Linked DNA regions of Mus musculus: regions 2, 3, 4, 5, 6 and 7 are each linked to region 1. A link is a contact called in public ChIA-PET, HiChIP or PLAC-seq and promoter capture Hi-C data. All regions are on one chromosome and are shown on one strand. The core of a region is the stretch at or near the end of the contact, and the rest is flanking DNA. Distances in the headings are between cores, read along the strand shown. Region 1 holds the start of 2810013P06Rik (RIKEN cDNA 2810013P06 gene). Region 2 holds the start of Piezo1 (piezo-type mechanosensitive ion channel component 1). Region 3 holds the start of Cdt1 (chromatin licensing and DNA replication factor 1). Region 4 holds the start of Gas8 (growth arrest specific 8). Region 5 overlaps Galns (galactosamine (N-acetyl)-6-sulfate sulfatase). Region 6 holds the start of Galns (galactosamine (N-acetyl)-6-sulfate sulfatase). Region 7 holds the start of Afg3l1 (AFG3-like AAA ATPase 1).

What was found. Promoter capture Hi-C pulls out the DNA fragments that hold promoters and counts their contacts. HiChIP or PLAC-seq counts read pairs in DNA pulled down with a chosen protein or histone mark. ChIA-PET counts read pairs in DNA pulled down with a chosen protein or histone mark.
Region 2: a contact with region 1 is called in an RNA polymerase II ChIA-PET map of memory CD8 T cells, with 639 read pairs. The contact joins the promoter of Piezo1 here to the promoter of 2810013P06Rik in region 1. A contact is called at or near these places in 9 of 39 promoter capture datasets (the C10 cell line, cranial neural crest, embryonic stem cells and 5 more), 1 of 484 Hi-C or Micro-C datasets (embryonic stem cells), 6 of 115 datasets of contacts at active chromatin or transcription factors (double positive thymocytes, embryonic stem cells, extraembryonic endoderm stem cells and 2 more) and 1 of 9 other capture datasets (liver).
Region 3: a FOXA1 HiChIP or PLAC-seq map of pancreatic cancer cells shows a contact between it and region 1. The contact joins the promoter of Cdt1 here to the promoter of 2810013P06Rik in region 1. A contact is called at or near these places in 5 of 39 promoter capture datasets (embryonic stem cells, liver, pre-B cells and 1 more), 2 of 484 Hi-C or Micro-C datasets (both in embryonic stem cells), 12 of 115 datasets of contacts at active chromatin or transcription factors (the 230-238 cell line, cardiomyocytes, embryonic forebrain and 6 more) and 2 of 9 other capture datasets (adipose tissue and liver).
Region 4: a contact with region 1 is called in an H3K27ac HiChIP or PLAC-seq map of microglia, with 5 times the contacts expected there. The contact joins the promoter of Gas8 here to the promoter of 2810013P06Rik in region 1. A contact is called at or near these places in 4 of 115 datasets of contacts at active chromatin or transcription factors (bone marrow-derived macrophages, epiblast stem cells, memory CD8 T cells and 1 more).
Region 5: a contact with region 1 is called in a CTCF HiChIP or PLAC-seq map of the NIH/3T3 cell line, with 5 read pairs. The contact joins the enhancer-like site here to the promoter of 2810013P06Rik in region 1. A contact is called at or near these places in 6 of 39 promoter capture datasets (cranial neural crest, embryonic stem cells, hippocampal neurons and 3 more), 1 of 15 datasets of contacts at CTCF or cohesin (the NIH/3T3 cell line), 1 of 484 Hi-C or Micro-C datasets (embryonic stem cells), 8 of 115 datasets of contacts at active chromatin or transcription factors (the 230-238 cell line, cardiomyocytes, embryonic forebrain and 5 more) and 2 of 9 other capture datasets (adipose tissue and liver).
Region 6: a contact with region 1 is called in a promoter capture Hi-C map of pre-B cells, with 7 times the contacts expected there. The contact joins the promoter of Galns here to the promoter of 2810013P06Rik in region 1. A contact is called at or near these places in 19 of 39 promoter capture datasets (the 3T3-L1 cell line, 3T3-L1-derived adipocytes, the C10 cell line and 13 more), 7 of 484 Hi-C or Micro-C datasets (cardiomyocytes, cerebellar granule neurons, cerebellum and 3 more), 11 of 115 datasets of contacts at active chromatin or transcription factors (SST interneurons, bone marrow-derived macrophages, cardiomyocytes and 8 more) and 4 of 9 other capture datasets (adipose tissue, embryonic stem cells, liver and 1 more).
Region 7: an RNA polymerase II ChIA-PET map of memory CD8 T cells shows a contact between it and region 1, with 19 read pairs. The contact joins the promoter of Afg3l1 here to the promoter of 2810013P06Rik in region 1. A contact is called at or near these places in 4 of 115 datasets of contacts at active chromatin or transcription factors (embryonic stem cells, extraembryonic endoderm stem cells, memory CD8 T cells and 1 more).

The regions. Positions count from the first base shown.
Region 1 is chr8:123,040,915-123,044,657 of GRCm38.p6, forward strand. 2810013P06Rik (RIKEN cDNA 2810013P06 gene) reads left to right here and starts at 1,661. Exons shown (of 1, transcript NR_045268.1): 1 at 1,661-3,688. Ankrd11 (ankyrin repeat domain 11) reads right to left here and starts at 1,370. Exons shown (of 13, transcript NM_001081379.2): 1 at 1,035-1,370.
Region 2 is chr8:122,549,559-122,553,301 of GRCm38.p6, forward strand. Piezo1 (piezo-type mechanosensitive ion channel component 1) reads right to left here and starts at 1,771. Exons shown (of 51, transcript NM_001357349.1): 1 at 1,417-1,771. The coding sequence starts at 1,480.
Region 3 is chr8:122,565,945-122,569,687 of GRCm38.p6, forward strand. Cdt1 (chromatin licensing and DNA replication factor 1) reads left to right here and starts at 2,071. Exons shown (of 10, transcript NM_026014.3): 1 at 2,071-2,327; 2 at 3,143-3,301; 3 at 3,380-3,531. The coding sequence starts at 2,112.
Region 4 is chr8:123,516,828-123,520,570 of GRCm38.p6, forward strand. It overlaps Gas8 (growth arrest specific 8), which reads left to right and starts at 2,008. Exons shown (of 11, transcript NM_018855.2): 1 at 2,008-2,125. The coding sequence starts at 2,123. It also overlaps a transcript of Dbndd1 not described here.
Region 5 is chr8:122,583,791-122,587,533 of GRCm38.p6, forward strand. Galns (galactosamine (N-acetyl)-6-sulfate sulfatase) reads right to left here. Exons shown (of 14, transcript NM_016722.4): 12 at 1,122-1,243. It also overlaps the pseudogene Gm34962. Among named protein-coding and RNA genes, the nearest start is that of Aprt, 8.8 kb to the left of the region's middle. Within about 2 kb of position 1,986, at least 95 of the 459 cell types and tissues checked have an H3K27ac peak or open chromatin away from gene starts, as enhancers often do. A contact at or near this core is called in the NIH/3T3 cell line, pancreatic cancer cells and trophoblast stem cells, where this site is marked.
Region 6 is chr8:122,609,865-122,613,607 of GRCm38.p6, forward strand. Galns (galactosamine (N-acetyl)-6-sulfate sulfatase) reads right to left here and starts at 1,623. Exons shown (of 14, transcript NM_016722.4): 1 at 1,364-1,623. The coding sequence starts at 1,474. Trappc2l (trafficking protein particle complex 2-like) reads left to right here and starts at 1,762. Exons shown (of 5, transcript NM_021502.2): 1 at 1,762-1,829; 2 at 3,202-3,374. The coding sequence starts at 1,797.
Region 7 is chr8:123,476,111-123,479,853 of GRCm38.p6, forward strand. It overlaps Afg3l1 (AFG3-like AAA ATPase 1), which reads left to right and starts at 1,752. Exons shown (of 17, transcript NM_054070.3): 1 at 1,752-1,937. The coding sequence starts at 1,800.

The DNA.
Region 1 (3,743 bases), core at 411-2,910:
TCACCAGTCTTCCAAACCCCAGACGAGCTTTCCAGAAACATAACAAAAACAGAAAAACCTACAGGAGCACCAGGTAAAGACAAGGCCTTGAGAAAAAAAATGAGACTCCACACCAAGCCACATACATAGGAACTGAACCGCACATCCGTCTGTGAAGGGGCTAGATCCATGTGGCAGGGCCAACCCTGCACACACGTACACACACACACGGGCGCGCGCGCGCACACACACACACGCACACACACACACACACACACGCACACACACTCTCGCAGCTACCGCCTTGCCAGGGGATGATGAAATGAGGAACGGAAATTAACATTTCAGGCAACGTCTCACATTGTTCCTTGAGGCCAAAGGCTGCTCCTGCAGCCGTCGCCTACACCGCTTTCCTCCCACTCTCCCCCCCGAGTCCCGCCTTCCCCTCCCCCAGACGCCCCCCGCCGCCCCGCATTCCTGCCCCCACTCGGGCCTGCGCGCCTCCGCACCCCGCAGCTCCAGGTCCCCGGCTCGCCCGCCCCCTCCGGCTCGGCTCGCAGCCCGAGGGCCGCCTGCTCCCATTTCAAAACACGATAATAATAGGGACGCTGGGAATAACAACTACCACCAGCCCGGCGACGGAGCCCCTCCCGAGGGTCAGAGGTCGGCGCCCCGCGCCACTGAGGACCCCAGGGACTCCCGGGAGCCCGCCGTCGTCCTCACAGCGTCCCGGGACCCACTAACGCACCATCGACCCTCGCTCAAGGCCCGCCCTCGGTCCTCACGGCCGCCACAGCCCACCCCGGAGCCCTTCCTTAGCCTCTCTCGGCCGCCCGACCCCCGGGACGCCCCGAGGCCGGCCTCGGAGCCCGCCCTCGGCCCCTCATGGTCGCTCGCAGGACCCCCGCGGCCCACCGACCGGCCTCTCGCGGCGCACGGCCCGCCCCGGGGCACCCGCGGCGGCGGGCAGCGGAGGAGGCCTGCAGGCCGCAAGGCCGCAGGAACGCCCGACGCCCTCCCCGACCACCACCCCCCAGGTCCCCGGCGCCTCTCACCCGGCTCCGAGGGCGACGCGGCTCCGCGGCGGAACGGCGGCGGGGCGCGGGCGCTGCCCATGCAGCCCGCGGCCGCGTTTCCCGGGCCGCGCGGCCCGGGCGGGAAGGCGGCGTCGGCGCGCGGGCTGGAGGCTGCGGCGAGTGCGGGGCCGGCGGGATGCAAGCCCGCCCTCGGCGTGCAGGAGCTCACGCGGGGCCGCGGCGCTCGCGCGGACGCTACTGCGGGGGCGTCTGGCCGCGGACTCCGCCGCGGCGCCTCCCCGGCTGGGGCCCTCGGTCCATCGCGCTCTGTCGCGGGCGGCCTCTGGCTCCAGGACCCAGCGGTGGCTGCGGCGGGCGCCGGCCGCATGAGAGCCTCCCGCCCATTGGCTCGCCGTATCCGCCACCGCCATTGGCCCGCCCCGCAGAGCGGCAGGGGCCGCTTACGTCACGTCGGAGAGGAAATGCGATGCCGGGGTGAAAGGGCTCAGACGGCCCGACGGCTTCCGTAACAGGCACGGGGCGGCGCTAGGGAGACGTCCGGGAATGATTGGCATCCGTGCGTAGGAGACCCAGGCGGAGAAAGCCGCTGGATTGGCTGACCTCCCTGCCACGGGACACGACGATTGGCCCTACTCGGTGCCGGAAGTGATGAGGCCGCGGTCTGGAAACAAGGTTGTTGTCGAAGGAGCCAGAAGGTGGGAGCCGGCTTGTACCGGCTGGCCTTGCGCTGCGGACGCGAGGTCGTGTGTCGCCTGTGAGCCTGTGTGAGCTTCGAGAATGTGTGTCTCTAGCCGGCAGGAGGCTCTTGCAGGAGCAAAGGCAGCCGGGATGATGGCCGCGAAGGAGAAAGGCGGCCTCGGCCCCCACCCGCGATCCGGCTCTTTCCTGGAGGTGTTCCTGGACTGCGCTTCGCTCCGAGTCCCGTGAGCCACGTTAGCAACCGGGATGTGGTGAGCTCCAGACTCTGCCCGGAGGTTTCCTTAGACACCGCGCGCGCTTCAGCCGCCTCCCTTCCCCGGCTCCAGAACTTCACCGCGATGGTTCATGAAACAACAACAACAACAAAAAAAAAGGTTGACGAACCTCAGAGCTAGGCAGCAAAGTCGCATCGTCATGTGCCTGATTGTTTGAATTTACAGAACGCGGAAAAAGTTTAATGATGGTTTGCGTTAGTAGTGATTTGGTTTGCAAACGAGCTAAAAATTCGAATCCCAGCGCTGTAGTGACCGAGACAGGCGTATCCGGAGCTCAGAGTACATTGTTGTGAACATTTCGAGTTCAAGATTTGAGTTCCATGAAACCTTTGTCTCAGAAAAATGCATAAAGTAATTGTGACGAGTCTGATATGTTGGTATAGGCTTTTTATCCCGGTACTTAGGCAGAGGCAGGCTGGATCTCTGAGTTCCGGGCCAGCTAGGGCTACACAGTGAAAGCCAATTTCATAATATAATAAAATATAAAATAACAAGTAACCAGGGCTGGAGAGATGGCTCGGCGGCTAAGAGCACGTGCTGCCCTTCTCGGCACCCACCTCAGACAGCTTCACAGCCACCTTCAGAGGACTTGACATCTTCTGACTTTTCAGGAACTCACACCCGAGTAGAGTACTCACACATATAGACTACATATAAATCTTTTAAAGTAAATGGGACCTGGGGAGATGACCTGTCGGTCAAAAGCACTCACTGGCTGCTCTTCCAGAGGATCTGGGTTCGATTCCCGGCATCTGTAACTCCTGTTCTAGAAGATCTAACATTGTCTAGGGGCTCCCCAAACATGCACTAGTACACATACATATACACAGAAAAAAAATACGCTTCTGCACAGAAAAAAATCTACAAAAAAAAAGTTTTAAGTAGTCAAACTTCCAGCCTTGTCCTATTTAAAGAGCATCTGTGTATTTGTGAACCAGAAAAGCTAAGTGACTAAAATCAATATTTATACTTCTTTGTTTTGTTTTGTTTTTGACTTTTGGGGTTTTGTTTGTTTGTTTGAGACAAGTTTTCTCTGTGGAGCCCTGGCCTTCCTGGAAATAGTTCTGTAGAGGGTTTGGGTGTTTTGTTTTGTTTGTCTGTATAAACAAAGTCTTTACAGAGCACAGATTATGAAATCATGGGATTGCACATCCCGGAGTGATGGGACCTTAGAGGTGACCTTTCTTCCCTATTTGAAGCAAATACAGAGTTTAGAGGACATGGTATGATAAAAACTGCCCTGCCCCTGTTCAAAATTCCAGCTTTGTGATGAGTAGCTGTCCTTGTAACCATGGACACTTCAACTTTTGGTTATTTTCCTGGGTAAACAGGAACAACAGATGGTGTCAATTTCATCAACATGGGACGAAGAGGATGTGAAACCTGTAAAATACATGAGCGCCTACATAAAGAAAAGCTGTCTGCTGGAGTGTACTGTGTGTATATTGTGTGGGAAGGCAGAGGACCTCTTTGTGGAGTTAGTTCTCTCCTTCGAACTTTAATGTTTCAAGGATCATAGACTCCAGGGCTGGAGAGATGGCTCGAGCGCTAGCTGCTCTTCCAGAAGTCCTGAGTTCAGTTCCCAGCAACCACATGGTGGCTCACAACCATCTCTGGTGAGTTCTGATGCCCTGTTCCGGTGTGTCTGAGGACAGCTACAGTGTACTCATATACATTAATAAATCTTTTTTAAAAATACTCATGTTTTACCTGCTGCTGTGCCATTGTCCCAGCCCAGAGATTTTTTTGTTTG
Region 2 (3,743 bases), core at 521-3,020, 490 kb before region 1:
CCTGTCAGAGAAAAGTCTGCCGGTTTTGTTTAAGCACGGCCCTTGTCTGTGAAAGAGGACCTCTTCCATGAAGATGGAGAAGCCTTTCTCTGCACACAACAGGACCACCTCTTCCCTGCCCTGCCCTCCTTGTTCCCAAGTGTTGACAGTCAGTGAAGGAGCCTGAGAAGCAGCTCTTGTTGAATCTTTAAGAAGGGTACCCGTCTTCTACATTCTCATCCACCCATTCTGCTTATATTTACAGTCTGACCGTCTACAGGCCAGCGAGGAAAAGAAGCCACAAATGTGGGCCCTAGACCTTGGCTCTCCTAAGTCCGGGCTGAGCTGAGGACAGTATCCGCTGGCCCCTCCTTTCAGAGCTCAATGGTTTTCATTGATTCCTGCCTTGAAAAATCCCCCCCACCCCCCCACCCCGGTCTCACCACATTTTGGTCCTACAAATCAAAACTTGGCCTGTGTGGAAGTCATTGCCCGGGTTGCCTGACACCCCCCGGAGCCTGTTCCTGAAACAGGGTGCACAAGCAGTGTCCGTGGAGAGATGGAGGGAATCACGCACAACCCCCCCACCTCCAACAGATGGACTTCCACGAGGCAGACCAACTTTCACAGTGGGTACACTGACTCTCTGTGGGCTAATTTAATCAGACCCCGAGGAAGGTCACATGTGGAGGGGTGCTGACTGCTTCAGGAGGTGTAAGGGGGTGAGCAGCTGGGCAAGGTGCCCTGGGTGAGGCTGGGAGGGCGGCAATGGAGCCCAGCACCTATGACACCAAAAGAGAGAAGCTCTTTGCAAGAAAGGGACGTATGCCAAGGTAGGGGATCTCCAGTTCTGACATCAGGCAGAGCCTCCTGGGGCGCCCTGTGCCCCAGTCCCTCTGGAAGGTAACCAAGTAGGGCACAAGGAAGACAGGAGCTTAGCATTGGACAGACAACCTCGGAACTGAGACTAAGAACTGCGCCTAGGGCTGGAACATTAGTTCTGGTAGGAAATTTCTGACTTGAAAAGCTCCAGGCAGAACGCCACCTTCTCCCAGATTGGTCAGGAAGTCATGATGCAAGTTTGATTTTTTTCTTTCTTTCTTTCTTTTTTCTTAACTACGAAAGAGAATAGAAAGTCGCGCTCCCCTCACAGCTCAGACACTAACAGCCCCTTGCCCGGGCCTCTCCTCCCAGCCCGCGTGGAGACGCCCAGCGCTATCTGGGGCTCTCGCGGACCCGCGCCTCGCCGTTGCCTGCCGTGCTTTCCACTCGGTGCCCGGGCCGGGCCCGCCGAGGCCGCCAGCGCGCTCACGCCTCTGGAATGCGAGCGCCCTGGGCCGCGAGTCCCGCGGAATCTCCTCGCCTATGCTCGCCCGCCGGGGCGGCGCGGCGCAGGGGGACGCGGACGCAGCCTTCCCGCCCGCGCCCTCCACTCACCCGCCAGGAGCGTGCAGGGCAGCAACAGCCAGTAGAGCCCGGCGCCCAGCACGTGCGGCTCCATGCCCCGCGGCCGGGGGACCGCCCGGGGTCGCGCCGCCGTGGCTAAAGGGAGGTGCGAGGGCCGGAGGAACCGCGCGCCATGGCACTCTGGGCGGGTCTCCGCACGTGCGGCGCGCGGCTGCTGTGACCTCCCGCCGGCCTCGATCTCGGGTCGCCGGCCGGCCCGGCCGCGCCCTCTGGTTCCCGACGGCCGGATCCCGCGCACGCTGGGTTGTCAGCCCGCCCGGCTCGGAACTCACGGCGGCTCGTGGAGGCCGAGCTGGGCCGGACGGCGACGCGGCGGCTCTCTCCCTGCTCCCGCCTGCGGGCCTTTATAAGCTCGGCCCCCGCCCTCCCTGGAGTGCCCGCCTCCGCGCTTCCCCCGACGGCCAGGCGCGCCCAGGCACCCCCTCGCTGCCCAGCGCAGTCTGCTCGAGCGCCGGCCCTACTAGCCTGGCTGGTGCCGGTGACCCGGAGACCTCGACCCGCGCGCCCCCCAAACCCTCCTTCAGCCCAGCGCAGTTACTCGCACTGTGCCCGTGGGGCGCTTCTCCCTGGGGCTCCGGGGCCTGGGACCCGGGGTGGGGGCAATACAAGAAGACTCCCAAAGACCTGACCCACTTAGTACCCACGCGCAACTGCGCCCCTCGTGGTTGGAGCAACTTTCGCTTTGTTCCCCAAGCCGTGATGGCGCAGCGCCCTCTGGGGGCTGTCAGAGTCCCTAACTGTGGCACTGGCGGCCACGCTGGCTAGGCCTTGGTGGTTGGGGTGGAGAGACACCTTACTGCTGTGGCATCAGACAGCTGCATCCCACTGTGGTCTGCGTTGGGGCTTTGGGACTGCTTCCAGTCACACCTGCCCCCACTGTGTGGCTTGGCTTTAGTCAGTGTGCTACAGACAGTAGCAAAAGCTGACAGAGCACCTGCTGTCCCATTGGTGGCCAGACAAGGTCTGAGTCCGGCACGTGCCCGGTACCTCACCCAAGCCGCCTTGGTTTGGCTCAGTCTTCCGTATTAAGGTGGATAGGAAAGACGAAATGAAAAGGGGTCAAGAACGGCACAGTTGGACCAAGTTCAGGATGCACTGGGAAATGAGTAGCATTAGGGGCAGAGGCTTAACCGGGAGCGGTGATGATGTGACCCTTTTGAGCCTCAAGGCACCAGCAGGCTAAAGTCAATCACACTTCAGAACCTTCAATTTTCCAGAACCACCAGAAATGCAGGCTTTCCCTGGACATATAGTATTTAAACTGCCTAGCTTGGTCTCCAAGACTCACCTCTAGTCTGACTCTGAAGGGGTGCTGCTAAGACACGGGAAGGTTCAGAAATTCATTCAGACCTGCTCCTTGAGCAGCAGTTCTCAACCTGTGGGTCGTGACAGCTATGGGCCTTGAACGACCCTTTCATAGGGGTTGCATAATAGATATCCTACATAACAGCTATTTACATTATGATTCATAAGAGTAGCAAAATTATAGGCCGGGCGTGGCCTTTAATCCCAGCCCTCGGGAGGCAGAGGCAGGCAGATTTCTGAGTTCGAGGCCAGCCTGGTCTACAAAGTGAGTTCCAGGACAGCCAGGGCTACACAGAGAAACCCTGTCTCAAAAAAAAAAAAAAAAAAAAAAAAGAAGTAGCAAAATTATAGTTATAGCAACAAAATAATTTTATGGTCAAGGGTCACCACAACATGAAGTGTCTTAAGGAATATTAATTAATTAATTATTAATTAATAATAAATAAAAATAATTAATAATAAATAAATAAGCAATATTAGAAATTAATTAAGCAATATTAGGAAGGTTGAGAACCACTGTCCCAAAGGAACTGAAATGTTTATGTCTCACAACCATTGAAGTAGTTGTAGGGTAAAAACAGAAAGGAACAAACAGGGGAACTCTCAAAAAAACTAAACTGTATCCTACAGTGTTGTAGCAGTTTAAAGAGCATCTGAAGACTCCCTGAATTGTGGGAGCAGCTTCTAAGATACAATGTTACCATTGAAAAACTGGCGCCACCCTTGCCCGCCACAGCAAGTATGCAGTCTTGGCATGCAAGCAAGCCTCCTTCCTTTTGATATCCTGGTCAGTCACACACAAGCATTACCTAGGTCAAAAAAAACTCACAAAACAGACCAGGACAGTGGTGGCACACGCCTTTAATCCCAGCACTTGGGAGGCAGAGACAGGTGGATTTCTGAGTTCGAGGCCAGCCTGGTCTACAAAGTGAGTTCCAGGGCAGCCAAGACTATATAGAGAAACCCTGTCTCGAAAAAACAAAAAACAAAAC
Region 3 (3,743 bases), core at 821-3,320, 470 kb before region 1:
AGCCCTCATCTCTCCTGACTGTGGTTCAGTGTGCCCTGCTGTTCCTGCCACCATGCTTAGGCTGCCATGATGAACCACACTATCAAACCATGTGCTAAAAGCTAAAAACCCCTTCCTTCCTCAAGTTGCTTTTATCACTCCTCATGTGGATTTTCTTTTCTTTTTCTTCCTTTCTTTCTTTCTTTCTTTCTTTCTTTAAACAAAACAGGTTCCTTGGACAGCCCCAATTACATAGTCTCAAAAACAACAACAACAACAAAAACCAAGACAGGGTCTCTCACTGTAGTCCTGGCTGACATGGAACTTTGTATTTACACCTGCTGGGATTAAAATCAAGAAGCAGAAAGATTTTTTTAAATTTTATTTATTTTCTGAGATACAGTTTTTCTGTGTAGCCCCTGGCTGTCCTGTAACTTAAACTCTGTAGACCAGGCTGGCTTCGAACTCAGAGAGCCACCTGCCTCTGCCTCTCAAGAGCTGAGATTAAAGGTTTGCCCAGGCCACTGCCTGGACTAGTTCAAAGTCATTTGACAGGGTTTCATGTATTCCCAGACCAGAGTAGAACTTGAGTCTCCTCCCTAAGCCTCTGAAGTGCTACAGTCACACGTGTGAGCTACCAGGTTTCCACACCTATGCCTTTTCTCCTTTTTTATTAATTTCAGTCAGGGAAATTAATTCCCAGCCCATGGAATAGTGGCATCCAAATTAGGGTGTGTCTTCCCACTTTAATTAGCCTCAACTAGAAAATCCCTCATGGGCATGCCCAGAGGCATGGGCCGCATTCCTCATGGCTGCAAATATCAAAGAAAGGGACTCTATTCCCAAACGCTCAAGCGGCTGTGTTAGGCTTGATGCCTCTGGAACTTCCTGTTTGCTTGCTGTCTTACATTATGGGGGATCACTAGTATACCAGAGCACTCTCTGATCCTAGAACATCGGATTAGCTCAGCCATGTGTCACTTATCTAATCAGCTTCGATCAGGAGGCAGCTGGCTTTGTCTTGTCACTGGGCCAAACCAAGAATTCCCGCAGGGTTCCAAGGCTGTGCCCTCCCAAAGGCCAACTTGGCAGGGATGTAGAATGGTTACTATGGCTGGCCATGAGGCTCCAGGGTGTAGTACACTCAGGAGGTAGGAGCAACCAAGTCTCCAAACTTCTAAATCTTGGTCCTTTACTTCACAGCTGCAGATGCAGTTTAGCCTGATGCGCTGGACTGTGCATGATCCCACTTCCTGAGAAATCTCCTTCGGTGCAGCGTGTGCTTACAGCTGCTATCCAGGTTTCCCAGTTCCTGCTTCTCCACTGTCCCCTCACCCTCATGAGAGCCACCTTTGCCCAAAATGATCATACTGTCTGCATGGCCACTTCCTCCAGGAGTTGGGAGCATTGGGTGGGTGACTGCCATCTGATGAGGAAAGCAGACCTGCGTGGCCTCTCTGAATTTTCCCATGCTTCTAGGCCGCTTCCTGCCAAGGCGTAACTCCAACCTCTGCAGTCCTTAGCCCGGATGTGGCTAGGAAAATGAGATGCTTTTGGAGCCGGTTCGGCGGCATGAGTCGTCCTGGGTACTCATCTCGCTCATGGGACCGGACACTCAGCAGTTGCGTGTGACTCAGACCCAGCTACTTGGCTAGCCTTGGAGACCGGGCTAGTATTTTGTAAATGGGAACAACAGGAGCAGAAGTGTCTCCTTTCACGTGATTGCCTCTTTGCTGGGCCAAGAGCTGTCAGGGCCGCAGCCGCCGCTGTCCACACCGCGCGCCAAGTGGCTTTGAGAACCTTACGCACCACAGCCCCGCAGCCCGCGGAAACCACGCGGATCGCGGATGTACTACGCTGCACGCCAGCGCGCCAGCGCACAGGAGTCAAATAGTCTCCTGCCCCCAACCCTCCAGCCCCGGCCGCTCCCATTCTCGGTCCTCAATCCAAAGCTGCCGCGGGGGTGGTGGCCCGGCATGGCGCATGCGTCTCTTGGTGCCTACTAGCGCGCATGCCCCGGAGCGCGCACATTTCCCCCCTCCCAGAACTGTGCGTGGTGGTACGGCCTGGGCGGGGCGAGGCTGAAGCCGCGAAAGTTGCGCGGAATCCGCGGGAACTACCTTTTTGGCGCCATGGCGCAAAGTCGTGTTACCGATTTCTATGCGTGCCGTCGCCCTGGCCTTACGACTCCGCGGGCCAAGTCGATCTGTCTCACCCCGAGCCCTGGTGGCCTCGTGGCTCCTGCGTTCACCCGGAGCAGCAGCCGCAAGCGCGCCCGGCCCCCAGCCGAACCCGGGAGTGACCAGCCCGCGCCGCTCGCGCGCCGGAGGTTACGGCTGCCTGGATTGGTAAGGAGCGCGCGGGAGTCCCCCCAGAGGACCCTTGGTTAGGACAAGAGAACCAGGTTCTCGGGCGCCGAGGCAGAGGACTGGAGGAATAGAGTCGCGAGCAGGCTGGGCGCTTTTTCCTCTCCCCAGGGCATTGCTGACGTAGGCAGAGGGTACCTGGGCTTCCGGGGAGGCCGCAGCTGGCGGGGGTGAATTGTGGTGGTGTGGGGGTTATGCAAAGAATTGAGGGCTGGAGAGATGGCTCAGCGGTTAAGAGCACTGACTGCTCTTCCGAAGGTCCTGAGTTCAAATCCCAGCAACCACATGGTGGCTCACAGCCATCTGTAGTGAGATCTGATGCCCTCTTCTAGGGTGTCTGAAGACAGCTACCGTGTACTTACATATAATAATAAATAAATCTTTAAGTAGGAGTGAGCAGGGCCAAGCTGAAGTGAGAGAGGTCAACCAGAGCAAACAGAGATCCTAAATTCAAATTCCCAGCAACCACATGACAGCTCACAACCATCAATACAGCTACAGTGTATTCATATACATATAAATAAACAAATAAACCTTTAAAAAAAAAAGAATTGAGCTGGAGTTCCTGAAATGGAGAGAGGGCCCTGGAGGGCCAGGCCTGCGAGCTGCTTCAAGACTGGACAGACCAGGTGGATCTTTCCTAACTGCTTCATCAAGCATCTCCATAGACAGGCACCCCCTAGCGCCTGACTCCTGCCCTCCGAGTCGAGTGAACTGATACCCTAGTTCTGGCTCAGCAGGGAGCAGGTACCCCTTCCCACCCCCAGTTTATTGTTCTGTGCCTTCTTAATCGCCAGGACTCCTGCCCCAGTTCTCTGCCTGAGCCCAGTTCCCCAGCTGAGCCCAGCCCTCCAGCTGACCCTAGCCCTCCAGCTGACCCTGGCTCCCCCGTTTGCCCATCCCCCGTCAAGCGAACAAAGAGTACAACTGTTTATGTTGGTCAACAGCCGGGCAAGGTAAGAAGGCTGGACTGAGGGTGGGCTGTGGGCAGGGGCATGCGGAATTTGCAGAACTGACAGTGCCTATGTCCCCAGATCCCCTCAGAGGACTCCGTCTCTGAGCTCCAGTCCTGCCTGAGGCGGGCACGGAAGTTGGGAGCCCAGGCACGGGCCCTGAGAGCCCGAGTCCAAGAGAATGCTGTGGAGCCTAGTACCCCAGATGCCAAGGTGCCCACAGAGCAACCATGGTGAGTCCTAGTGGGGCCACAAGGTTAAGGCGAGGACAGACCTTTGGGAGGCGCTGTGGGGTCTGAGTGGGTGGATGGCCTAAACCGTACCTCAGTCTCCTCCCTACCACTATGCCCTTGTCCCTCACTTGAAAAGGACATTGTCAACTCCTCCTGCACGTGGCTTGTTCTAAGTACTGTGAACCCCTGTGCCTGTCTGTGACTGTCTGCCT
Region 4 (3,743 bases), core at 758-3,257, 480 kb after region 1:
AGAAAGTTAAATAGTTCTTAGTTTACAAAACAAGGGAACATCCCCACCAGCTGGCTAAAGCCCTCTGAAACCCCACCAGGCCTGGCTGAGTCAGTGCTCGGTCCTTGGTCATTCCTTTCCTCCCTGGGACAAAACCAGGGTTATAAGGTTAGCTTAGGGGGAGGGGGAGGGCTGGAGAGATGGCTCAGCGGTTAAGAGCACTAAGTTCAAATCCCAGCAACCACATGGTGGCTCACAACCATCCCTAATGAGATCTGATGCCTTCTTCTGGGGTGTCTGAAGACAGCTACAGTGTACTTAAAATAAATAAATCTTAAAAAAAAAAAAAAGAAAAAGAGGGTTGGGCATAGGCCACTATTAGGTACCTGGGACATTAGCAGGCTGTGCTTTCCAAAATAGTAAAGCAGTTAAAATGTCAGGGAGCCAATCATGGTGCTACACACCTGTCCCAAATGCTTCACAGGTGGAGGCAGGAGGAGCAGTTCATGTTCATCTCTGATCTTGCTGATGGTCTGGCTTTGAGGTCAGCCTTGGCTACATGGACTCCGCCTCAACAAACAAGCCAAAACTGCTGGAACCATTTCTTCCAGAACCGTACCATCAGGATCTTTTAGCTGCAGTGCTGTTGGAGCCTGTGACTGCACTGGCTAGTAGAGTGTGGGAGATGTGAGACAGTGCAACTCCCAAGGCTAGGTCTTTAGGAAAGAAATCCAGCTTTCTTGGAAGGCTCCCGTAAAAAACAGGCTACCCGGAGTCCACCTGTGTATGTTCCGGCTGACAATCTGAGCTCTCGGCTGACAGCATTCGACAGCTGACCTAACTGTGCTCAGGTGCTTCTAGGTGCTGCTTTTGAGTTTCCCAGGCGAGTGGGGCTCGCCTTAAAGTTCACTGACAGCAAACAGCGTGGCGGCTATGTTGGACTTTTGTTAAGATTTACTACAAATAAGCCACTGTTAGAATGCTCACAAGGATCCGGTGTTGTTCTTCCAGCGGGCCATTCTTCAAGAATCTGGGAGAGGGGACACTGGGAGGTTGGGTTAGCAAACAGGGGAGTCTCATTGCTAGGAGCCTCAGATCCCCACCACTGAGCAATCTTTCTCTCCTGCTGCATCCACTTATGGGTGTGGAATCTTCATCCTCAGAGCAGGCAGAGGAGCATAACCTGCTGTCCCTTCTGTTTCTGTTTTACCCTGTCCTGCTAAGCCACTTTGTTGTTGTTTTGCTTTTGTTTTGTTTCTCTTTCTTTTTATGTATGTGCATACACTGCAGCTGTACAGATGGTTGTGAGCCTTTATGTGGTTGTTATGCAGGGTGCAGCCCTGCTCCAAGCAACTCCAATCAACTCGCTTATTTATTATTATAAATAAATACACTGTAGCTGACTTCAGACGCATCAGAAGAGGGCGTCAGGTCTCATTATGGGTGGTTCTACCTTCAGAAGAGCAGTCAGTGCTCTTACCCGCTGAGCCATCTCTCCAGCATTTTTTTCTTTTTTTTTTTTTTTTTTTTTTTTTTTTTTTTGAGACAGGGTTTTTGGTATGTAGCCCAGGCTAGCTTCCAACGCATGCAGTCTTCCTCTCAGCTTCCCCAGTGGTCGCAGGCATAACACCCTTAGCGTTTTTCTTTCTGGAAGCCCAGCTTTACACGTTCAGTCTCATCAGAGCAGCATGTGGAAGGAATTTTCACAAGCAGGGCAAGGTGGATGGGCCGCAGGAGCGGGCTCTTAGCTCAATATTTGCATCCAATTTGGGAACTTGGCTTGGGAGGCAGATTAATCATTCAGACTTTTCTCTTTATCCGTTCCTCCTTGTGAGCGCCCGCCATGTAGACTCTGGAGAACCCGAGGAACCACAATAGGTTTCTTCTGTAGCCCAAGTTGTAGTGGGAGAGAGACCAGCAATACACCGAGGGCAACACTAGCTCTTCTGGCGCGTTGTTAGGGACGCACTCCCGGTTGCCCAGGTCCCTTAGGGCGGGGGTGGGTGGGAGGGGAGAACTGGAGGATAGTCTCGCGAGGATTTGAGAACCAGCACGGGATCTAGTCGGAGTTGCCAGGAGACCGCGCAGCCTCCTCTGACCAGCGCCCATCCCGGATTAGTGGAAGTGCTGGACTGCTGGCACCATGGTGAGTCGGCCTGTGCTCGGAGTGTCCAGTGCACAGAGAACCTGGGAGGCTTTCGTGCAGAAATGTGGAGAGGGTCGGGTCCCCGGGACTGGGAGGGCCTGCAATTTTGGATTACTAGAATGGAGAGCTGGGCGCAGTTCTTCCGTGTGGTCCCGGTTGGGGAGGCCAGGAGGCCGGGGCCTGCATTCAGGTTCTCTGGGATGATCATCACACTGGCTAGACTGAGAGTCCAGTGTGCAAGGCGTCCAGAAATCAGAAGCTGAGTCCGTCAGATCCTTGGGACCAGTACTTAAGGGCTCAGGGGTCAATTAAGTGTCCACAGGGCGCAGAATCCGGCACAGGAGAAACCCCGAGAACTCGGAGGTGGAAAACCTAGCGTGTACCATGTGGCCGGAGGCCTCCCTACCAAGGGCAGAGTGTCATGGAGTGACCAGGGATACACACCTTGGGTATCTCAGGCTCCTGAGAAGAAGAAGGCCGAAGCCCCCTGTCTCCTTTATTTTTCTCACATAATGCCCCGCCCCACCCAGGAGATAGATGCTGTCAGTAGTGCAGTGTCTTGGCAGATGTGCTAGGGCATGGGTCATTAGCTGGTGGGGTGGCATCTTCCTGCGTCTGCCTGCCTGGAACTATGGCCGATATTAACTGCTGCTTAATCTTCCCGCCAAGCATTTATGGCCTTGTCAAGGCTGCTAGAATAAAGCAGGCCCTGTGAGCAGTGTCTGCTGGGAACATCTGCAGACAGACACAGTGTGTGCGGTGTGCTCAAGACCAGAGTTCCCTGAAGTGGGTTCATAATGGCAGACACGAGTCAGGAAGCCTCAGATTCGGTCATTGCTGTGAGGTCTCTCCAAAAGGCTTATTCTCGGTCCTTGCTGATGAGGGTCTTCTGTGTCTCTGTGGTGGCTATGAAGCGTGGTTGCCAGTATACTTGTGGGGTGGGGCGGGTGTGTGTGTGTGTGTATCCCTCCTTTTTAAAGCCCAGATAAGTTTTTCTTTTTATCTTTTAGGTTTCCACACTACCTCCTCAAATGCTGCCTTTCCCAAAACACCCCTTCTCCACCCCCCCATAAGTTTTTCTTTTTTTTTTTTTAATGTAAGATTTGTTTTATATATGTGAGTACACTGCTGCTGTCCTCCAACACACCAGAAGAGGGCATCAGACCCCATTACAGATGGTTGTGAGCCACCATGTGGTTGCTGGGAATTGAACTCAGGACCTCTGGAAGAGCAGTCAGTGCTCTTAACCTCTGAGCCATCTCTCCAAAAGAATGTTTTTAACCGTAACAAAGAAATTCTTGTCCTACATCCAGGAGTGAATGGGTTTGAAGTGTTTTCTTTCTCCTTCCCTTCCCCCTTAGTGCTTCTCCAAATGAGATCTCTCTCCCTCCCCACCTCTGGTATATTAATGGGGGGGAGGGATCAGTATAATGATACCCCCTAGGTAAATGTTCCAGTCAGCACTGTGTGAACAGTCAAGGTCAAGATTCTAAACAGGCATTCCTTCCCCTTATGCCTGTGTGAACCGAGTCAGTCAAAGAGGGACACCCTGAGGTAGAGCTGACCATGTGAGCAGTCAGTCCATCAAGGAGGGACACCCTGAGATAGAGTTGTCCTG
Region 5 (3,743 bases), core at 736-3,235, 460 kb before region 1:
CCCCACTCCTATCCAGGATGCCCTCACGGTCATCTTGATCTTAATGGCATCTGTAAGACCATATTTCCAGAAGCGTATCTTCCGAGGTGCTGGAGACCCACGGGTACTCATGCAGGATGTAGGAGCAGCCTCGGGGACCTTTCTATTGTCCCAAAGCCCTCTCTATCTCCCATTAGCAAGTTATGGCCTGTCACTGAGCAGAAGGCTGTGATTTCCAACCTGGCAGAAATGCTGTAGCATGGACACAGGACTTGTATTCCAGGACCCAAGGCACCTACTATCCTTCCAGGGGAGCCGTGTTAGCCTCCCGGGGAGAGCCAGAGTGTATTGGGCTCGAGTCAGCTGAGGACAGTTAGGAGATGGGGACAGCTGAGGACAGTTAGGAGATGGGGACACTTTGATAGATGTGACGCCAGTCACAGATTGCGGTGACTTTTGAGTATCACTGCGAATAGGGAAAGCTAGGAGGGGTGCTCTTGAACCCTTCAGGGATAGAACCCTGCAGTGACCGTTTAACCCACCATTGTTTGTCGTTGAGGTTAGCCAGGTATAGTGACTTTTGAGCTCAAAGACTCCTGCCCAGTGGAGGCCACTAGGTACCCTCAGCTCCAGGGTCCATGGTCTGAAGCACTGTACTCCAGAATCTGGGATGGAGTCCTTGGATCTCCTCGCCCTCAGCCTTTCCCTCCTGTCAGTCCCAGGGCTAGTTGGTGTGGATGGATGTCTCCTATGGCTGACTTGCTTACCCCTGCCCTTGGCCATCCCTGAAGGTAGCTTAGAGTATAGGATCCATTGCTGGGGTTGTCAATGAACTCAACCCAGAATGGGGAGGGATGAGAGGCAACCAGGAAGAGAAAGCAGGAGGGGAGCTCCCAGAGAGCATGGCAGCCATGGCCTGAGGTGAAGATAGAGGTCTCTGGGAGTTAGTAGGCTCTACATCCTCCTTGGTTGGGCGCCCAGGGTCCCATGTCTGTGTTCTTCATCTCCACACAAAGGCATCCATTTCCTGTGAGACCAGAGGGGTAACTCCACGGAAGGCAGAGCACCCAGACGTGGTTCTCACCTTTGGCCTGTCTGGCCAGTGTCTCCTCTGCGGCATGGAGACCCTGCCCCTGCCTCACCTGAGTGGGAATCTCTCCCCTGGGTCCCGTCCCAGGTGGAAGATCAGGGGTAGCTCCGTGTGTTCTTCCTGGGTGTGGGTTGTAACTCCTGAGACGTTCTGCCCGGGGCAGAAGTCAGTGCCCTGCAATGAGAGGCACAGAGAACAAGTGGGCATCCAGGACCCAGAAGCCCATGCAGCAGAGATGCCCTACTAGTCCAGCTGCTCACACATCCCTCGCGCCTGGTACTGCGGTGTTCCCTGGGGAGTGAACGTGAGAGCGGTTGGATCTGGTCACCTCCTGGATGGGGGAAAGCTTCAGGAGGAACTGCTTAGCATCTGTCTCTGGGCGGCTCCCCAAGTTTTTTCCATAATAGTCTGGGCAGCTAGGCTGTAATCTCAGCACTCAGGAGATAGAAGTAGGAATATCTTGAGTTTGAAGTCAGCCTGGGCTACAGGAGACCCTGCCTCAAAACAGATGAAGCCGTCTGGACCGGCTAACGCTTTGATTTTGAGGAGTGCTCCTCAGAGCGCCATAAAGCCTTTTCAGTGTGCGGCCAGGAGAACAGTGGCCTCTCAGAAGATGACGAGTCAGGGTGAGTCACTAGACCAGACACAGGAAGAGGGACCTTTGGCTTGAAAGCTGAGAGAACGCAGACCCAGAGCTGAACACGTGAGCTGAAGTAAGGGACAAAACAGCCGTGACCAGGCTCGAGGGAAGGGCACAGGCTGTGGAATCATGACCACTGCCTTCAGAGGTACAGAGGGAAGGCGGAACACATACTCAGGCTGTACGGAGTCAGTCCCTGCAGCTTCCTCTCAGATAGTTTGGCTGCTGCGGCTACCTTTCCTGGGTGCAGTCTGATTCCATTACAGCCGTTTGTGTGTACAAGCTTGCCCTTTGCCCTGGACCTCCCCTATGAGATTTCGCTGCGTACTCCTTGGGGTGGACTGATGTAGGAATGGAGAATGCCCCTAACCACGCCTCCAACAGTCTCAGACAGGAGCTGTGACTCAGTTGCCCTAGTGTCAGCCAACTCAGCAGTGGGAGACCTTCCTGTAGGGTCTGTATACATTTGACACGCAGCGCCGTTCACTAAGGAAATGTCTGCAGCACCTTGTGTAACACTTCTGGGATGGACAGCTGGTTGGTGCAGCAGTTTACAGTCTATAAAGCAGGGAGGCCATAGCCTATGAAGTTCCATTTGTGAGGAGCTGCAGAGATACAAGTTGGGGACTGGAAGGGTGGGCTATATTACAGTCAAAGTGGGTCCCGAATCTAGGCCTCCTGGAGCGTCCTGCCAGGGGACAAACTGTGCAGCACACAGCAGGAAACCACAACCATTAGCATGAAAATACCAAACAGTTAATGGAGAGGTCTAGATGGAACTCATAAATTATAATTTGGATGCAAATCAAATAAGCTATTTAATTAAGATCCCGCTAATTGGTCTAGGGTTTCTCTTACAGCTGCAGTTGTGTGAGTGCCTTGCTCGCCCTCAGGGCACCTCCGGGAAGTCAGCCTGCTGTAACACTTCATCCTCCCCGCAGAGCAGGCCTCTGGCCTGGCTCTGGATGCACAGCGGGATGGGGACAGGCAGACTGCTAGAAATCTCCTGATTTTGGAGAGGTGGTAAGGGACAGGACACTCGGGTTGGCTCACTCTCCTGGGAGATCAAAGTTCAGGTGTAGCAGCTGAGACCTCCATCTTAGGTCTGAAGCTAGAACCTGAGGCTTGTTAAGACAACCCCAGGAGCCCGGTGTGGTGGCACTCGGGAGGCAGAGGCAGGCAGATTTCTGAGTTCAAGGCCAGCCTGGTCTACAAAGTGAGTTCCAGGAAAGCCAGGGCTACACAGAGAAGCCCTGTCTCGAAAAACCAAAAAAAAAAAAAAAAAAAAAAAAAAAAAAGACAACCCCAGGAATCCAGGAGTGAAGGCCCAAGACCTGGGAGTTCTCTCACACCAGAAGCTCACGAACACTAGCAGAGGCAGATTGTAGCCTTTTGTCTGTAACAACCACCCTTTACCTGGGCCTCAACCCTGAGTCAGACCGTGAGAACTGAGGACAGCGGCAGTTTACAGGACAAAGTTCGGCTAATAACAACTGAGTAGTTCAGGCGATCTCAGGTGTTTTCCAACTTCTTAACAGTATCAGCCCTCCTCACTCCGTGGATGCTGCAGAGACCCCCTTCAGCACGGGCCACGTGGTGTGGAACCCTGGACAACATTCTGGCTCAGACGTTGCTTGCCCTCCAACAACACTGCCACCAATTAAAAATGAATGGGAGAACAGACTCCCTCCTAGAGACAGAAGCAGGCTTGATGGTGGGCGTGTGTGTGGTGAGGGCAGTGGCCAGCCTAGTTCACAGCGCACAGGACCCTAGGCCCTCAGCTACAGAGGGCAGGGCTAGAAAGGGAAGAGGGGAAGTGCTCAAGATGGACACACAGAGATGGATTCCGAGTACGGGTGTGGGCAGTGGAGACCAGGCTACCAGGCTAGTCAGATCTCAAGGCAGCAAAGGACAGGCGAGGGAGGGCCTGGGTACATCAGTGTCCACGAGGAACTGCCGCTAGACCTGGCGGTGAGCGGGAGGAAAGGCCTTAGGCCTAGTGACCTCACTGGAATTCCAGGTGTTCTCCATCTC
Region 6 (3,743 bases), core at 373-2,872, 430 kb before region 1:
GACCTCTCCTCACAGGCTGTCATTTGGAAAAGAGCAGAAAACTGACAGACGAGCCTGTAGTCAGTACTTCTGGATCAAACCAGTGGAAACAAACAAACCGAGCCAGTGCGATTTGGCCCTAAAACGACTTAATACTGAAAGGCACTATATATGTATGAAATCTCTCTCTATATATAGATCTTCAGTACTGCTCATTACTGTGCAAAGTCTGCTATTAGTGACCAGGACAGGAGCCAGAGAAGCCAGACATCCATTGTGTGAACAGTCAGCATCCACAAAGAACGGGAAGCTGGAAGGGGTTTCCTGCAGTGGCTTCTGGGTGGTGGGACTTATGTACAGGACTTTTTAGATCTGTATTTTTCTTAGTAATAAAAAACTACTAAGCTAATGTTTATCAAGTGGGATGTTTACTTTCTTTTTCTCCTATTAAGTCTCTAAAATTGGAATGGCGAGATGGCTCAGAAGGTAAGAGCACTGACGAGTTCAAATCCCAACAACCACATGGTGGCTCACATCCACTCATAATGAGATCTGACACCCTCTTCTGGTGTGTCTGAAGACAGCGACAGTGTACTTATCTATAATAATAAATAAATCTTTTTTTAAAAGTCTCTAAAATTCAACTTATTTTACATATATAGCACCTCTCCATTCTGATGGGCCCACAGATCGCTAGACAGCATCCCTCTCCCCTTTTTGAGGAGGTAAGTGTGGATCAGCACAGGTCTGAAGGCCCTGCAGAGGGCTGGTTTGGCTATTAATTAGCCTCGGCCGGTATTAGCCTCTGATTTGTTTCAAATCATCCTGAACTGGATGTGACTCTGATTCTAACAATAGCCAACAGATGTCACTCCACAGTGTGTGTCTGGGGGTGGGGGGGTGGGGGTGGAGGTGGGGCTGGCAGGCTGAGACTGCGAGGAAGGCACAGTCCATCTAGTTCTGTTTGGATAGTTCCATCTGACTTAGTGTTCTACATGACTGATTTCTAAGCTTTCATGTCACTTCAGGGCGACAGATTTCTCAGACAGGGACACTGAGGGAGATATGCCCCAGGGCAGAATTCATAAATGACCACAGGCTGCACTCGCAGGTGACATTCTATGCCTGACTTTGTGGTCAGAGTTCCCCCAGAGGTCAGGCTGGAGGTGGGCACCAAGGCAGGGCCACCTGTTGAGGGGAGGAGAATGTCAGCCCGCTCTCGGGAGGGGAAGTAGGAAGAAAAGGGCCTCCCTGAACACCTACCCCCACTGCGGAAACAGTGAAAGATGTGACACCGGGCTCTGGGCCTCCCTCGGGTCACTGCTCATCCGCCGTGTGGCTGCCCTGTGTCTTCCGTGTCCCCCCGCCGCGTGGCCCCACTTACATCGTCCATGAGCAGTAGCACGATGTTGGGGGGCTGCGGAGCACCTGCGGCCAAGAGTCCTAGGGCACTCAGTACCAGCAGCAGCTGCTGGGCTGCGGTACAGGCCGCCATAGCAAACCAAGCTCCCGCTGAGGAGTCAAGACCCAGTCCCAAGCCTGCCGCGGTTCCTTTTGGACTGTAGGGCGGGCCCTGGCGGCAGAATGAGAGGAGGGGCAGGGCCACGGAGAAAAGAAGAGGGAGAGGTGGGGCCTAGGCTGTCTGAGTGACAAGGGAGTGGGCTGGGCCTTACGGGAAAGGGGCGGGACCAAGGCCGGACCTGAGAGTCTGGGCGGAGCCATGGTAGAGAGAGGCGGGCTCTGAGCCTCGGTGGGAGGAGAATGGGCGGGGCCTGCCTCCACATCGGGTCACATGATGTGGCGCACAGCCTGCCAATATGGCGGTGTGCATCGCGGTGATCGCCAAGGAGGTGCGTGAGAGGCTGCGGGCGGCGGGCGGCGGGCGGCGGGCGGCGGGCCTCCTTCCAGCCATGGTCTTGATCTTTTCAACTCTGAGCTCCAAGCCTCAGCCAAGCCCTATGATCAGGATCCTTCCGGCTCGCTTTCGCTGACAGCTGACAGCCGTCCGCCGCCAGTTTGCAGGCCTCCGCCTCCGGGTTTTGAGATCCCCCGGGAAGCTTAGCTGGTCGCTGCAGCCTGCCACCCGTCGCTCTACGCGTTCTTTTCACGGCCTCAGCTGCCTTCCGCGTCCGGTCTTTCTGCCCCGCCTTCCGGACCGTCCCCTGGCTGCCCAGCCGGCGCTATTTAAATATAAGCCTGGCGCGGCTCAAGTCAGCCTAGAATCCAAGTGCTTTTCTTTGCCTTAGGATAGTCCCCTTCATGTCTTTTGCACCCTTCTACTCCACCGTGAAGGCCTGCAAACCTCTAGACAGCATCCCTCTCCCCTTTGTACCCTCTATTCCCAACTGTCATCTTGCTGGCCAACATATATATTCATTTCTTTCCGGAAAGCTGTTTATGGATGCTAAGACAGCTCCAGAGGGCCACAATATCCTGTTGCATGAAGCCTGTATCCCTATTAGGCTTTTTCTGAGATCTGCCATTAGGGATTAGACTGCTGTGAAGCTGTCAGTATGAAAGAGGGAGTTATACCCCCAGGAGGCCACCAAAACCAAAACTCATGTCATAGGCAGCTGCTGCTTTGATAAACTCAGGAGGAGGAAGTCCAGTATCTATGCTGAAGGGTCCTGATTTGGAGACTCATTCAATGTCTCGAAGCACTGAGAACAGACCACTACCCTAGTGTGGCACGTTAAGAAATAGCTAGTGCCCCTGCTGTTAGGATGACACTACAGAGTGTGCTGGTGGTTGAGGCAGAGGTGATCCTAGGAAGAGAAGTGTCAGGGTATGTTGTTAGGCTGTGCTCAGGTTGGCATTCCGGAGTCATTTCTGCTCACTTCCTGCCCCTGTGCATTTGTCTCTACTGCTTCCACCCTCCCTTCCTCCTCCTTTCTGGTACAGGTGAGAGAACTAGGGCTTAATGCTGCGACTCAAGCACTCCACTACGGAGTTACATCTCTGGTCCCATATTGCTTTTCTTTTTGGCACTGGGAATTGGACTTAGTGCCCTGTGCATGTCAGGCAAGTGCCACACCACCCAGTTTTATCTTTATAGTCCACTCTCTGCAGACAGTCTTCCTTAGGTTCAGTTATGTCGCTGAAGGCAGCATGCCACAGTGCATTAAGCAGTAGAGAGTCATTGTCAGGCTGAGAGCACACGAGTGCTTTGACTTTGCCCTTAGAGCCCGAACTCACTGGGTGGGCTGCCATCTCTTCCTGCAGAATTACCCTCTGTACATCCGAAGCACTCCGACAGAGAGTGAGCTCAAGTTCCACTACATGGTGCACACGTCTCTGGATGTGGTAGACGAGAAGATCTCTGCCATGGGGAAAGCACTGGTGGACCAGAGGGAGCTGTACCTGGGCCTGCTCTACCCCACCGAGGACTACAAGGTGTATCCACCACTGCTCAGCACCCATCCTGCACTCACGGAGCAGGATCTGGGAGGAAACGCTGGCAAAGAAAACGTGTCAGGGGTTTCAGCTGGTCAGGCAGGCAGGTGGCCCGAAGCTAATGGAAGCCTCTGGACATTGTCTCCCTTTAATTGGAAGAGTCCCTGGAAAAGCAAGTCTGAGCATCCAGGAGGATGCAAGTTGACATAGTGGGAATCTGGGCTTCTCTGGGCTCACTAGAGGCCACCAACTTTGAATCAAGGGCGATTGTTTCATGATACTGTTGTTAGGCTCAGTCTCGTGTGACGCTGTAAATTCTTGGCCATTCCTTTTGGACAAATGATTAAGACCATAGAATCCAAGGACATTCA
Region 7 (3,743 bases), core at 502-3,001, 440 kb after region 1:
CGGTAGGACCTCCGAAATGTTAAAACCTAGTGGGGAAACACCCACTCAACTCCCGATTGATTCAGTGTGCACCCAAAAATCACGAAGGACCATCTCTTGATGTAATTACATGAGGATGTTTAATGACGGAGCTCCGGACCGACATGCATCCCACAAAGGAGATAACGGATGTCGGCCACGAGGCTCGAAAGCTAGGGGTTTTTATGGGGTAAGGGGCTTAGGGGTGTGGAATTCAGCATAGTGACACACTATTGGCTTATTTAAACATTAACAGAAAGATTACATGTTAGCAAAAGGGCATCAGGACTTTGTTCCTGTGGGCTAGGGGCTTATCTTGTTCACATAGCAACCAGTTGATGTATGACTTTACCCGGCATCAAGGGGCAGTGGACAGAGGGGAGGTTCCAGCCAGGTGGTGTTGACCCAGACAAGATAGCCCTGCTTGTACAATCAAGCTGTTCTTAGGAATGTCTTAACAACAGCCCTGTCTGTTCTGCTTTGTTCTCAGCCCCAGGCCACGGGCTCATAGACAACTCTTTTACATGAATCACAAGATACAAAATCTCATTTTCTTTTATCACCATCTCCCACTCCAGCGCGGTATGGTGAGGCGGGAGGGATGCCTCGGCACATCCCTTTCCCTGAGTTATCAGCCACAGGACAGGTATAATGTAGAACAGTTTATTTGGGGGCATGGGAAGGGAGTTGAGAAGGGAGTAGAGGCAGTCAAAGAGAGAAAAGAGAAGAGGAGAGGAGAGGCTGGCCAGGAACCCGTGGAGAGGAGGAAGGAGGGAGGAGTTGGGGAGAGAGGGAGAAAGGGGTCAGGGAGAGAAGAAAGTCTGAGAGAGAGAAGGGGAGAAGGGGCAGAGAGAGCGAAGACATGGAGGGGGGTATGGGAGTAGGGGTCGGGTTGGGAGGGAACAGACCCTTTTATAGCAAGCCAGGCCTTGTTGCTAGGTAACCGTTGGGCGGAGCATAGAAGGACTGCTAACACTATGGGTGACAATGGTCTTCTCCCGGGCATCTGTACCTTTGAAATGTAGTCAAGGTAGAATCTGAGTACACGCAGATGCCACGTGTGTCGTGGACAGCCCCACTGTCCAGAAACTGGTTCATCCTGAACACCCACACCTCCCTAATGCCAAGTCCAAATTGCTAGTCCGCACAACTGCAGGCAAATCAAAACTGGGGTGACTCTATATACCAACCAAGTGCTCTCCCGCAGAGCAATGCCACAGGCCCTCACGCTGCTCCAGACCGTCCCGTCGCTCCCTGCGCATCCGCAGGAATAAAAATGTTGTTAAGTAAAATTAAACAAGGGTCTATGACGTGGATCAATGAGACAAGTCGTGCACCAAATAACAGTTCCTTTGTTCACGATAGGTCTCGAACCACATCTAGTCTGGATGTAAAATACCGGGAGCACCTCCAACCGGTAATACTAGTACCCTCAACCAGGGAGAAGTAGCCTCAAAATTTAATTACGTGAGCCGCGTTACCCCGAGGACCCACCGAAGCCATTGATGTCGTTGACAATGCAAAATTTAAAATACGTCTAAAGGCCCTTGGTGTCTAGGTCAAGTTGGCCGCGGACCATCCGCCATCAGCTGTCAGGCAGCGCGAAGCGACACTCGGGTTCAGGATCCTAAGGAGCACGGCCGCGAACCAGACACCCAAAGAGAGGTCCGAGCCGATGCGGCGGCCAGCTGCGCACGCGCGCCCCCGAGGGCGTGGTGCACTATGATCCGCCTGCTGCGCGTGCGCGCGCCCAGGGGGCGGCGCGAGGTCAGGGCCGGGGGATGTTACTGCGGCTGGTGGGGGCGGCGGGCAGTCGAGCCCTGGCCTGGCCTTTCTCCAAGCTGTGGCGATGTGGCGGATGCGCAGGGAGCGGCGGGACGGTCTGGAGCAGCGTGAGGGCCTGTGGCATTGCTCTGCAGGTGAGCAGGGCAGCGCTGGGGCCACGGGTTCCGGGCGGCGTGGCGGGGGCCGCGCTGGGCGTCGCGGTGACGTCATCGGCCTGCGGCTGGGCCGGGCGCAGCGTCTTCCCGATTTCTGCCTCCGACTCCACTAGTGTCTACCTACGGCTGATCGGAACACTTGAGCGGGTGCGATCTAGCCATTATCCAGTTAGCTATTGCAGGGCCCCACTTAAAAGGTAGTAGCCTTTATTCATTAAGGAGGCGTAGGTCTCCATACTAAGCAGAGAAAGATGGCCACCATGGAATTCCCGCCACTGATGCTTCATTTTTTAGATAGTTTAGCCTTACTAGATATTTTATCACCCCTCACAGGTACATCTGCCAGTAGTAAGGAGGCTCACCACGGCGAAAGGGAATATCCATGCAGATTATCCATCTTCAAATAAATGCGTGTTACCATCACAGGGGCCATACAGCCGTTCTTCCTCAATTCAGTTTTGGTCTTGTTCCCTCTTAATATGACAGTAGTGTGGTGTAACGGTCCATGAGCAAATGTCCATTTACCCCAGCTAGGGCACTCACGATAGGTCAAAATGATTCCATTCCTCTAGCTTTGTGAACCAGTGAGCTTATTGGAATTAAATATGGCCGCACCGGGGAAGGTTACTTAACAGGAGTGACTCAAAAGCAGTTTCATCGATGAAAGGCTCACATACAGGTCACAACGCAAGGCGAACCTACAGTCAGTACCACTGAAGAGGCTCCCTCCCCTCAGCAGTTCTTTCCTGCCTGTAGAACTTTGGGTCTGGGGGCCCGTGGATTTTTTTTTAAGCTTCTGAGCATAAGGTTTATGGGGCTTCTTGAGGCTTAAGAGCTTCCCTCTCTGTAGGGGGGAATCTCTGGGTTTGGAGGAGGTAGCTGCACAGTGGGTCGGGAAAATGCCCTCAGGTTTGTTTCTAGTGCTGTGCATTGCACAGTCATTTCAGGTCATGTCGCACATCCTGTTCCGGTGGGTGACCCGTTGAAGATCAGTCATATAGTGATTGTTATAGACAGTTCTGAGTTGCTGTGGGCCAGTGTCTTTGTGAAAGAAGTACATTGGATGGACTTTGACTTGGTTGGGTGGCTTTTCGTGGCGAGACATCAGAGTGCCCACTCACCCTAGACAGAGCACTGGTAACAGACCAAAGAAAGGTGTTGTGTGACACTGCTCTTAGGGAACAAACATTACCCACGGCAGATAGGGAGCGGGCAACAGACCACGGTAGAGTCCATCTGGTGAACTAGTGAGTTTTGGTGGAGTTACTTACAGAAATGACTCCAACAGCTGCATCATCAGCGCCCATCCCAGTGTGGGATGGCAGACAGCTCAGGAAAGCTGGAAACAGAGTACTCTGCTCGTTCAGCAGGTTAGAGAGTGACCGTTCCTAGAGCCTGTTCCAGGCAGCTCAGTCTCTGCTTCACCCAGGTTGCCAGGCTACTCTCCACTTCTCAGGCAGCTGGGCACTTATCAGAGTCTGTCTTCACTGTGTAGACAGGGTTTCTCTGCATATCCCTGGCTGTCGTGGAACTCACTTTGTAGACCAGGCTGGCCTCGAACTCAGAAATCCGCCTGCCTCTGCCTCCCGAGTGCTGGGTTTAAAGGCATGCGCCACCATATAATAGTAATATATTTATATAACTATATTATTTATAGTACATATTAGTTATCTATTTATATAACTTTACAATACAATGTTGTTTATAATATATATTAGCTATATATATATATATATATTTTTTTTTTTTTTTTTGGGGGTGGTGGTTTCAAGACAGGGTTTCTCT